Regions from separate parts of the Mus musculus genome. Here all the other regions are linked to region 2. A link is a contact called in public HiChIP or PLAC-seq data. All regions are on one chromosome and are shown on one strand. The core of a region is the stretch at or near the end of the contact, and the rest is flanking DNA. Distances in the headings are between cores, read along the strand shown. Region 1 has its middle 45 kb from the start of Gm36772. Region 2 overlaps Tns3 (tensin 3). Region 3 has its middle 59 kb from the start of Tns3.

The links. HiChIP or PLAC-seq counts read pairs in DNA pulled down with a chosen protein or histone mark.
Region 1: a contact with region 2 is called in an H3K27ac HiChIP or PLAC-seq map of embryonic stem cells, with 11 read pairs. The contact joins two enhancer-like sites. A contact is called at or near these places in 1 of 484 Hi-C or Micro-C datasets (pre-B cells), 5 of 115 datasets of contacts at active chromatin or transcription factors (bone marrow-derived macrophages and embryonic stem cells) and 1 of 9 other capture datasets (liver).
Region 3: a contact with region 2 is called in an H3K27ac HiChIP or PLAC-seq map of embryonic stem cells, with 5 read pairs. The contact joins two enhancer-like sites. A contact is called at or near these places in 1 of 484 Hi-C or Micro-C datasets (embryonic stem cells), 6 of 115 datasets of contacts at active chromatin or transcription factors (the HPC-7 cell line, bone marrow-derived macrophages, double positive thymocytes and 2 more) and 2 of 9 other capture datasets (adipose tissue and liver).

The regions. Positions count from the first base shown.
Region 1 is chr11:8,752,382-8,756,310 of GRCm38.p6, forward strand. No RefSeq gene overlaps it. Among named protein-coding and RNA genes, the nearest start is that of Gm36772, 45 kb to the right of the region's middle. Within about 2 kb of position 2,305, at least 13 of the 459 cell types and tissues checked have an H3K27ac peak or open chromatin away from gene starts, as enhancers often do. A contact at or near this core is called in embryonic stem cells, where this site is marked.
Region 2 is chr11:8,587,435-8,591,273 of GRCm38.p6, forward strand. The region is part of intron 3 of Tns3 (tensin 3); the gene reads right to left. Among named protein-coding and RNA genes, the nearest start is that of Tns3, 75 kb to the right of the region's middle. Within about 2 kb of position 2,182, at least 159 of the 459 cell types and tissues checked have an H3K27ac peak or open chromatin away from gene starts, as enhancers often do. A contact at or near this core is called in embryonic stem cells, where this site is marked.
Region 3 is chr11:8,721,459-8,725,047 of GRCm38.p6, forward strand. No RefSeq gene overlaps it. Among named protein-coding and RNA genes, the nearest start is that of Tns3, 59 kb to the left of the region's middle. Within about 2 kb of position 1,988, at least 10 of the 459 cell types and tissues checked have an H3K27ac peak or open chromatin away from gene starts, as enhancers often do. A contact at or near this core is called in embryonic stem cells, where this site is marked.

The DNA.
Region 1 (3,929 bases), core at 1,055-3,554, 170 kb after region 2:
ATGCTTAGAACACACTGAATAGCAAAACCAAAAACAAGAGAACCCAACTATGTTAGTGAAGCATTAGCCTACAAATTGAGCAGAAAAATCTGTGGCAAGTATTTATCTGACAGGAGATGAATATCTAGAATATATAAAAATCAAACATCAATAGGGGACTAATATATAAAAAGAGCTCAAGAAGCTGGACTCCAGAAATTCAAATAACCCCATTTAAAAAATGGGGTACAGAGTTAAACAAAGAATTCTCAACTGAGGAATACCAAAGGGCTGAGAAGCACTTGAAAAAATGTTCACCATCCTTAATCATCAGGGAAATGCAAATCAAAACAACCCTGAGATTCCACCTCACACCATTCAGAATGGCTAAGATCAAAAATACAGCAGATGCTGGCAAGGATGTGGAGAAAGAGGAACACTCCTCTATTGCTGTGGAATTGCAAGCTGGTACAAATACTCTGGAAGTCAATCTGGGGGTTCCTCAGAAAACTGGACATAGTACTACTGCTAGATCCAGCAATACTTCTCCTGGGCATATACCCAGAAGATGTTCCAACTGGTAATAAGGACACATGCTCTACTATGTTCATAGCAGCCTTATTTATAATAGCCAGAAGCTGGAAAGAACCCAGATGTCCCTCAACAGAGGAATGGATACAGAAAATGTGGTACATTTACACAATGGAGTACTACTCAGCTATTAAAAACAATGAATTTATGAAATTCTTGGGCAAATGGATATATCTGGAGGATACAATCTTTAGTGAGGTAACCCAATCACAAAAGAAGTCACTAGATATCCACTCACTGATAAGTGGATATTAGCCCAGAAACTTAGAATAACCAAGATATAATTTGCAAAACATAAGAAAATCAAGAAGAAAGAAGACCAATGTGTGGATACTTCATTCCTCCTTAGAATAGGGAACAAAATACCCATGAAAGGAGTTACAGAGACAAAGTTTGGAGCTAAGACGAAAGGATGGACTATCCAGAGACTACCCCACCTGGAGATCCATCCCATAATCAGCCATCAAACCCAGACACTATCGCATATGCCAGCAAGTTTTTGCTGAAGGGACCCTGATATAGCTGTCTCATATGAGGCTATTCCAGTGCCTGGTAAATACAGAAGTGGATGCTCATAGTCATCTATAGGATGGAACACAGAGCCCCCAATGGAGGAGCTAGAGAAAGTACCCAAGGAGCTAAAGGGGTCTGCAACCCTATAGGTGGAACAACAATATGAACTAACTACTACCCACAGAGCTCATGTCTCTAGCTGCATAATTAGCAGAAGATGGCCTAGTTGGCCATCATTGGGAAGAGAGGCCCCTAGGTCTGGCAAACTTTATATGCCCCAGTACAGGGGAACGCCAGGGCCAAGAAGTGGGAGTGGGTGGGTAGGGGAGCAGGGTGGGGGGAGGGTATAGGGAACTTTTGGGATAGCATTTGAAATGTTAATAAAATATCTAATAAAATAAAAAATAAATAAAATGTACATTTAAAAACAATTGTTGGGGTCGGCCTGTGGCTCTCATATCTGGGTTCGAGCCTGGGAGCCATCTTGGAGCTGAAAGAAAAGAAGGAATCTAGGCAGGTAGAGAGAGAAATGGAACCAAAACAGTATTCTGATCAAGGCTCAACTTTAATGGTGGCAGACATGCTTTATAAAGGAGAGGGGAGGCCCATTCTCAGTCACACCAAGTTTCTTGTGAAGTTGTCAGAACAGTCTTTCAGCAGGAACTCACAAAAATCACAATTCTCAGCCAGGCTGGTAGGAGGTTGCATTCCCCCCCCACCACCACCACTTTAAATAATATTAAACAAAACAAAACTGGACTGAGGCATAAAATTTATTTATGCTCTATAGTCCTGCCTGGGAGTTATGGTGGCTGGCAGCCCCGCCTGTCTTAGGAAATCTTAGATTTTCTCAAATCATCCTTATCTGTCATAGAGTGTACGTGCAGCTAGTTTGTGTCATATTTCACAGAAACATGACCCTGTGGTGTGTTATCAATAGCCACGGCCTTTTGGCATGTACCCCTGTCTTAGATTGGTATGATTCTGAGTTCTTGGTGCCCGTCATTGACTGTCAGGCCCTCATAGCACACCATACTCCCAATTCAGACCAAAGCCACAATATGTACTTAGAATGCTTCTTGATGGAGAATAATAACTGCCACCTGTGCTGTTGAAGGCGAGGTTTTACTCCTGCTGCAGTCAGGCTGAAAGGTGGCTGATCTGCTTGAGAAACAAAGGTGGGGCAGTGAAAAAGCAACTGTTTAAAAGCTTCCTTGAAGAAGTTCAGCTACTCCATTCAGTTGCAAATTAGCAATGATCAAGCTCAGGCTTTGAGCTCCGGGGGTGGGAGGGCTGGCTTTGAGAATTAGCAGAAAGGTCAGAGATTCTCTGGAAGTGGAGGCTGAGCTCCAAATTAACTTTGCTAGGTAATTAAAGGAGAGGGGAGGCCCATTCCCAGTCACACCAAGTTTTTTGTGAAGTTGTCAGAACAGTCTTTTAGCAGGAACTCACAAAAATCACAGTTCTCAGCTAACTCTGGAAGATCTTGGAGAACTGGTTTGGCCTCAGGCAGGTAGCAGGCAGTGTAACATATAAGGAGAGTGATGAGAAGCAGCACAGCAGGTGGCTCTGCCTCAGTGGTGGATGGTCTGAACCAGCCTGGCTAGGCTGGAAGGAGGTTACAAATAACAACAACAACAACCACAACAACAACAACCACCACAATAACAACAACAACAAAAATCAAACATCAAAAGAGTAAATAGTCCACTAATAAACAGGTAAATGAGTTGGACATAAAGCTCTTGAAAGAACTACTAATAGCTAATACACATGAAAAAATGTTTTTTCAAGAGAAATAAGATTCTTTCTTTTTTCTCTTTCTTTCTTTCTTTTCTTTTTTTTTTTTTTTTGAGACAGAGTTTCTCTGTATAGCCCTGGGTGTCCTGGAACTCACTTTGTAGACCAGGCTGGCCTCAAACTCAGAAATCCGCCTGCCTTTGCCTCCTGAGTGCTGGGATTAAAGGCGTGCACCATCACGCCTGGCTCTAAAATTTCTTTCTTTCTTTCTTTCTTTTTTTTTTATATTTTTATTAGGTATTTTCCTCATTTACATTTCCAATGCTATCCCAAAAGTCCCCCATACCCTCCTACCCACTCCCCTACCCACCCACTCCCACTTTTTGGCCCTGGCGTTCCCCTGTACTGGGGCATTTAAAGTTTGCATGTCCAATGGGCCTCTCTTTCCAGTGATGGCTGACTAGGCCATCTTTTGATACATATGCAGCTAGAGTGAAGAGCTCCGGGGTACTGGTTAGTTCATAATGTTGTTCTACCTATAGGGTTGCAGATCCCTTTAGCTCCTTGGGTACTTTCTCTAGCTCCTCCATTGGGGGCCCTGTGATCCATCCAATAGCTGACTGTGAGCATCCACTTCTGTGTTTGCTAGGCCCCGGCATAGTCTCACAAGAGACAGCTATATCTGGGTCCTTTCAGCAAAATCTTGCTAGTGTGTGCAATGGTGTCAGTGTTTGGAAGCTGATTATGGGATGGATCCCTGGATATGGCAGTCTCTAGATAGTCCATCCTTTCGTCACAGCTCCAAACTTTGTCTCTGTAACTCCTTCCATGGGTGTTTTGTTACCAATTCTAAGAAGGGGCAAAGTGTCCACACTTTGGTCTTCATTCTTCTTGAGTTTCATGTGTTTAGCAAATTGTATCTTATATCTTGGGTATCCTAAGTTTCTGGGCTAATATCCACTTATCAGTGAGTACATATTGTGTGAGTTCCTTTGTGATTGGGTTACCTCACTCAGGATGATGCCCTCCAGGTCCATCCATTTGCCTAGGAATTTCATAAATTCATTCTTAAAATTTATTTCTTAACTAACTGCTTATAATACCAA
Region 2 (3,839 bases), core at 932-3,431:
ATCTCTGCTTACACAGAGGGGGAGTGGGGGGAGGGATCTGAATAAGTTCCTTCCGGCCTCTCACAAACGCAGCTGTAACTCCCCTCCTGCCAGACACAAGGAACACAGTACCGACTATGTTCCAGGGGAGCAGTCAAGAGGGAGACAAGAATGGGCTACCCCACCCAATTCCAGGACGAAGTATTTTGTACACTTCATAGGAGATTCCTGTGCAAATGTCCAGACCCCTAACCTGTCATTTGCTAACACCTCACTCCCTTTCTCCTCACAAAGAAAAGCTCAAAGGAAGAATGACTGTTTCTGAAGGCCTGTGAGTGAGTGGCACTTACACAGGGGGATTTGTGCGCTCCCCACACTGGCTTCATGTTCAGACTGTCTACCAGGAAAGGGTCCTCCCATAAGTAAAGGGCTGAGGTCCAGTCAAGCAGCACTTCACGCAAGCTTCTACCACAGCCACGCAGAATCTGAGAGTTCCATTTCAAACCATCACACAGTCTCATGGAGCTGGTCAAGTAGCTGATTTACAAGGACCAGTGGCTGATGATATAGAGAAAGCGTCCAACACCACAGAGGGATCCAGTTCTTATAAATAGATGGCTTTCCACAGTGGACGTGGGCCCTTTCAACCAGCATCTTAAATACAGAGAGCTACCCATCACATCTCCAACTCCTCTTGGGTCAGTAGTCTCAACCTGCTGTCACTCATTAATTCATTCCTTCACACACTAGTCATTCACAATGGTTAATCAAATACCATATTTCAGGACAGGACAGTCAACCATTAGTAAGAAATTGTAGTGTCTTCCGGAATACAACTTAAATCAGAACACTAAGGGAAATTTTCTTTCAAGACATTTTTGTACAAAGTGTCTAAGAATGATGTAATGTAAAATAAGTAAATAAATAAGAAGTAATGACAGCGCAATGGTTAAGAGCACACACTGCACTCAGAGAGGAAGAATCTGAGTTCAGTTTCAGCAGCCATCTTCCAGTTACTGCCTCTTACTTTAGCTCCACAGGATCCAACACTCTCTTCTGGCCTCTGCTGGCACCTGCACTCACATGTGCATACACACAGACATGTACAAGGACTCATAGTGAAAGATAAAACACGTCACTTAAAAATTAAAATAAGGGCTAGGCGTAGTGGTACATGCCTTTAATCCCAGCACTCGGCAGGTGGATTTCTGAGTTCGAGGCCAGCCTGGTCTACAGAGTGAGTTTCAGGACAGCCGAGGGCTACACAGAGAAACCCTGTCTCGAAAAAAAAAAAAAATTAAAGTAAGGGCTGGAGAGATGGCTCAGAGGTTAAAAGCACTGACTGCTTGCTCTTCCAGAGGTCCTGAGTTCAATTCCCAGCAACCACATAGTGGCTTGCAACCATCTGTAATGGAATGCAATGTCCTCTGCTGGTGTGTCTGAAGTCAGCTACAGTCTGAAGATGAGCTCTCATGAAGATGTACTCACATACCTAAAGTAAGTAAATACATCTTAAAAAAAAAATTAAAGTAAAAGTTACCATAATTTTTATATCTGACTAGTTAAATCTTTATTTCATATATTCTGCAAAGAGTCCCCACCTCACACCATGTGACATTAACCTAGCATCCAACACTTATCATCCACCAGTGTCCTCACAACGCTGTCCAGGCCACCTCTGTAGGACATCACACTCACAAGCCACCTCTGCTCCACCTCATCAGTACTCCAGGCCTAAGATGTCCCCAGTAAAGGACCCCACAGAGGGGTTAGAGAGGGAGCAGAGGGCTGGCCTAGCAGGTGGGGGTTCTGGGTTCAAAGTTCAGCACGGCTGAACTGAAACAAACAATAAACATGCCCTTCACTTCTCCTCTCCTGACCCCATTCAAGGCCTTCAAGATCAGAGCCTCCAAAGGATCCACCAGCTAAGCACGGGACCCTTCAGATTCAAAGGAGGGCAATCTACAGTAAGACTGGAATTGCAGATTTTTACCCTACATTCTACATTCCATTCATTCGGATCTTCCAGCCTTCCTTAAGGCTCAGCAAGTATTTATTGTCCCTAAGATCCGGTAAGCAGGGAGATGCTTAGTAACAGGAAGACTAAAACCTGTAATCCTCCAATGTCCTCCCCTGCTCACCCACCCACTTGTTCAGCAAGTCTTGGGGAATTCTCCGGTGGTGAGTCAAAAGTCTGGAAACACACAAAAATGAATTCAGTCGGCTGCCCCTGGGAGGTGGAAATAAGGAAGCTCTGGGCTCTTTCTGTGTTCAGGGGACCGTGGGGGTGGCCACTTCCTGAATCCTTGCCCAAAATTAACAGCTTTACAGAAGTGGCAGAGCCTTGTCAACAGAAGCTTGGTTTCGCAAGTTAAAATGCGGAGAGGACTGGTGTGTGCAGTCAGTTCAGCCCTGCTTCTAAAAGAGGTGTGTGTGTGTGTGTGTGTGTCTGTCTGTCTGTCTGTCTGTCTGTCTGTTGTCCCTGTGTAGGTGGGGTTGTTTCTCTTCCAAACTCTTACTCTAGAAGTGGCTGAAGAAGAATTCAGTGGCAGCAGGACAGAAGAATTCAGCGGCAGCAGGACATAAACCTCTACATGGAATACACCCCATCTAGAGGAAGGTCACCCTAGAGACCACCACGAACTGGCCCCGAGCACATACAGTCATGACCAACCACCAGCTGGCTGTCCAGAGGCACACCTGGCAACAGCACAGGGTCGTGTTGGGGGGGAGGGGGTGGCTGGGAAGCAAAGTGAAGTATCTGAAAGTCTTATAAGGATGAAGACACAGGGGCTGGAGAGATGGCTCAGTGGTTAAGAGCACTGACAGCTCTTCCTGAAGGTCCTGAGTTCAAATCCCAGCAACCACATGGTGGCTCACAACCATCCTTAATGACATCTGACGCCCTCTTCTGCTGTGTCTGAAGACAGCTACAGTGTACTTACATATAAAAATAAATAATAAATAAATCTTTTTTTAAAAATCTGCTTTGCTTGAAAAAAAAAAGGATGAAGACACACAGAGATAACCTAAGGACAAGCCTATAAAGATACCACCAAGGTCCCCTGCCCAGGCAGGACAGAGAAGTACTGTTAGGGTAGGAGAAGGTGCTCAGAATACCTCTCCCCACCTAAACTTCGGCTCTGGAAGACAATACTGGGAAGATACTAGAAGAGCCCTGAGTGGACCAGAGATTCTCAAGACTTTCAGAACTTCTCTGACATGTGCGACATGTGCTTCCTTGGTAGGTTCCACCGTTTCTCAAATATGTACAAATAACAGCCCAGGGGGCCTCTCCGTTGGGTGTTCCTCTGCCTGTGCCCAGCCTGAGGGGCTAGAGGTAAAGGAAAGAGTGGGTAGATAGACTCCCTCACTTGTAAAGACCGTAAGTAGGGGGCTGGAGAGATGGCTCGGTGGTTAAGAGAACCGACTGCTCTTCCAGAAGTCCTGAATCCAAATCTCAGCACCCACATGGTGGCTCACAACCATCTGTAATGGGATCTGATGCCCTCTTCTGGTGTGTCTGAAGATGGCTGCAGTGTGCTTACATATAATAAATAAATCTTTTTTAAAAAGACCACAAGTGGAATCTGGAAAGAGAAGAAACAAGAGGTGTCAACGGACTAGGAGGCAGTGACATGGGCCTAGAAGTAAGGGAGACACCCATAAGAAAGCAGAAATCAGGGAGACACTCCTGATAGGTCAAGTTCTAAATATGAACAGACGCCCCAAAGCAGGATGGGCAAGACGTGCATGGGGGAGTTGGGGAGGGGGTTGTTGAATGAAATGTTAGCTCACATGGGAATCTTCCAGAAAGAAGTCAGGCCCTCCTCGTAGGAAAGGCAGTGCCAGCAGCAAAA
Region 3 (3,589 bases), core at 738-3,237, 130 kb after region 2:
CTGGCAACATTGAAGCTATAGGCCATCACAACATCTGGAAAGTTCTGACTTTGACATATGCGTAGTGGTGGCGGAACTGAGCAGAGATTGAGTTTGAAAATTGTGTGTTTTGGGTCTTATTCCACAGCAGCCCTCTGCCTATCTCATGAAGATGAAAATCCACATGCCATGTCGGTTAGGAATCCAGGCTGTATAGCTCTGTCTGTCATCAGCTGCAAAATGTAGGTAAGCAAGCACTGTCCTCAGCAGACTTGCTGAGGACTTGCCTGTAAAGGTTATTGGGCACTGTGTGTCCCAGAGCTTGGAGAGATGGCAGGCATCAGGGAGGTTTCCACAGGAAGTTAAAATTAAAGATGGTACAATGAGGCCAGGACTCTGGGACAGTATAGAAGGTGATCCTGAGAACACAAGGTTATGTGGACAGGGGCAGAAGAGGACAGAGGCTTCTGAGTATCAGTACAGCAGAGACATGCCAGTGCTTGGGATATGGCATATGGTGAGCACCATGAAACATTTGAACTGGTCACAGAGTACAGGTAACACAAGCTGTATTCAGTGGATGCTTCAACTGCCTCTCCAGAAGGCTCCTCAAGTCAGCTGTGAGGATCAGCTCTGTTTTGGACTCTAGGGTTCCCGCCCACAATGTCAGTTATGAATCCAGTGCCCAGGCCTGCTCCAGATTCATCCAAATGACAGCACGTGTGGAGAGCATTATTTTGTTAATCTTCGTGAGTATGGTTGTACGCTGGCAATAGGTAAGAATGATAAGAATGAATTGGTTGACATTTGGAGATGTTATGTGACAGAGTGACAGAATAAAAACTAAAAGTACAGAAGTGGTGAAGATAACTTCCAAATGGACTGTACTGTTTCTCATTCTGTAACCTGCCAATCATCTGGGGGGCCATCACTCTGTTGACTGAAGCTATGCTGAGAGGCGAGCAGTGTTGTGTCTCGATAACTTGCACATCCTCTGGACAATGCGCTCTGACCTTTCCATGCAATTACCACCTGCATGTTGTAGTTGGTGAGATGTGTCTTCTTTGCTACATGAGCATTGCTTTTCTTTCCCTTTTTCTGTGATACTTAGGAAACAAATGTGTGGTTTCTAGAGTTATGTGGTTAAGGGGACCTATGCCCAAAGAGATAACAGAAAGAGATGCTTATGCTATGAACTGAGCCAGACTTAAAATTGCAATGACCAAGTAGCTTCAGACATGCTAACAAGATGCAGTTACACACACACTGACCAGGGTCCCCTTTTGCTTTTCATGCTATCCTTGGAACTTCTCTGGGCCACCTTTGCAAAGTCCTGTAGATCTACAAAGATCTGCAAATAAACATTAAAAGGAGACATCTGTACCACTTACTCTGACCATGGGAGGACCATAAGCCCATCTTATTGTTTTTACTCCTCTTCCCACCAAGGATTATTTGCTTATCCTCAAGCTTCCAAACAATAGCACTTGACAGTTAGATTATATTTATATTCATTGAAGAAAATACTGCCTTGTGAAGCAACAACGGTCCCATTTCAAGCAAGGACTGTGAAGATGGAAATCGGATTCCAAACCCACCAGGTAACCATAATGCAGGGGGTGGGGGGTGTTTCAGAGAAGCAGCCATCCTCAGGCCACATCTGTGCTGAGTGACAATCTCTCTGAATGAGAAGAAATAAAGGCTAATTATCCCCAGGGTTTGACAGGTCTTTCTCAACACTTCTGCATAAAAGAGCAAGGCCACCCAGCTGGTCCCTCAATTGAAGGCCGCAAGAATCTAGTGTCGGTGGTACTCAAACAAATGAGACAGCACATCAAAGAGAAGCCCTACAAAGGCCCAGGGGAAGCTAGAGGAGACCTGATGGTGACTGCAGTATCTTCAGCTGGAAAAGCAAATTGAAGAGCAGCCATTGTAAAGGGGACAATACGTGGCCACATAGGAAGAAAGAAAACAAGAGACCTTCTTGTGCATCCATTACTCCCCTAACAAGAGTAGGTGGAGGACGGGTAAGTGCTGTGAAGAGGGATCTATTGCTATGTATATGGAGCCAGCTCAAGTGAAAGCCAGAGAGGGTTGAAACTGGCCATCCCTCTTGTTATCTAACTTGAATGTAATGTCTTAGAACCCCTGCAGTAGACCCAACAGCACTGTCCACGGGTTCAGCCCATGTTCAAGCAGATTCTCAGACAGGTACCTCTATCTGCCTGGGGAGTATGACCCAGAACAGGGCACGTGAGGCCACTCCTTATATTAGTTACAGGGGGAGCTTACATTCTCTAGAAACACATCAAGCTATAGGTGCACTGGAGACTAAAATTTCTAAGTGGAAGAAACACTTGCTAGGGCACAAGATTTAAGATTGCCTTTGTGGGCTCTGCTGAAGTTAAGCTCATAGTGTGTTGGGGGCTGGGCAGGAGGGGAATATAAAATCTTCACAGTGCTGTGGCTGCCAGTGGGAAGGAAGTGAAGCTGGGGGACTTTAGGTAGGGGGGTATGGAATTTTAATCGGATGCACAGAGGGCTGGGGAAGGTAATAAGGGAGGCAAATTCAGAGACAGTAGCGGAAGAGGGCTGAGAAAACACAAGCTTGCACTCTGACTTGTACTCATGCAAGCCCCCCCCCCCCAACCATTGCCTCATCCACATGCCCACACTCACATGTGGGTAATCACCTCTACACTCACAAACACCTTGCCTGTGACTGGCCAGGGCAGATGGTGTGTGCTAGGCATTTTGCTAGGCCTAAAATTAGGCCTTTTCCATGGTGTCTTGACTGGTGCACAACACCTCACTGAGGAGAGATGGAGGGAGGTCTTGTCCCAAGGCCACATCTTTGCTTTTCATTGTCTGCTAGCTCTTCTTTCTCCTCCTGTTCACTCAGAGTATAAGGCTGGAGATTGAAAGAGGACGTGTACAATGTACCTTCTCAGTGTAGTTTTAAAGTGGTACAGAAAAGGCTGGCTTGGGCCATCTGAAACATAAAATTCACTTAATTCACTCTACCAGGATGAAAATGTTCCGAGGGGAATGCTATCATAAGCATAATTTTCCAAGAGTTTTGAGTTTCTAGACATTCAAACCCTGGCATTCAAACCATGCCACAGAGATGATTATGTCGCATGTCTTCAAGCAGGCCTTCTATATGGACCCTGTTTTTATAGGAAGGAGTTTCTCTTGGCAAATGGGATTTTTTTTCAATTAAATAATGAAACAAATCAATATTCTGTTTTATTCAGTGAGTCAGTGTTTATCAAGCAACCTTACATAGTTGCACTCAGTCAAGAGATTCAGGGGCCGCTGGGTAAGGATCATAGAGATTGGTGAACTCACTGATAAGGATTTTAAGAATACTTTTATGTGTATGAGTGTTTTGCATGCATGTATGTCTGTGCGTGGTATGTGTGCCTGGTGCCCTCAGAAGTCAAAAGAAGGTACTGGACCCCTGGAACTGGAGTTAGAGGTTGTTATAAACTGTGGTGTGGGTGCTAAGAACCAAACCCAAGTCCACTGGGAGAGCAGCAAGTGCTCTTAAGCACAGAGCCATCACTCTAACTCCCCATCCCCACCCCACTGTTAATGTGGGTTTTGA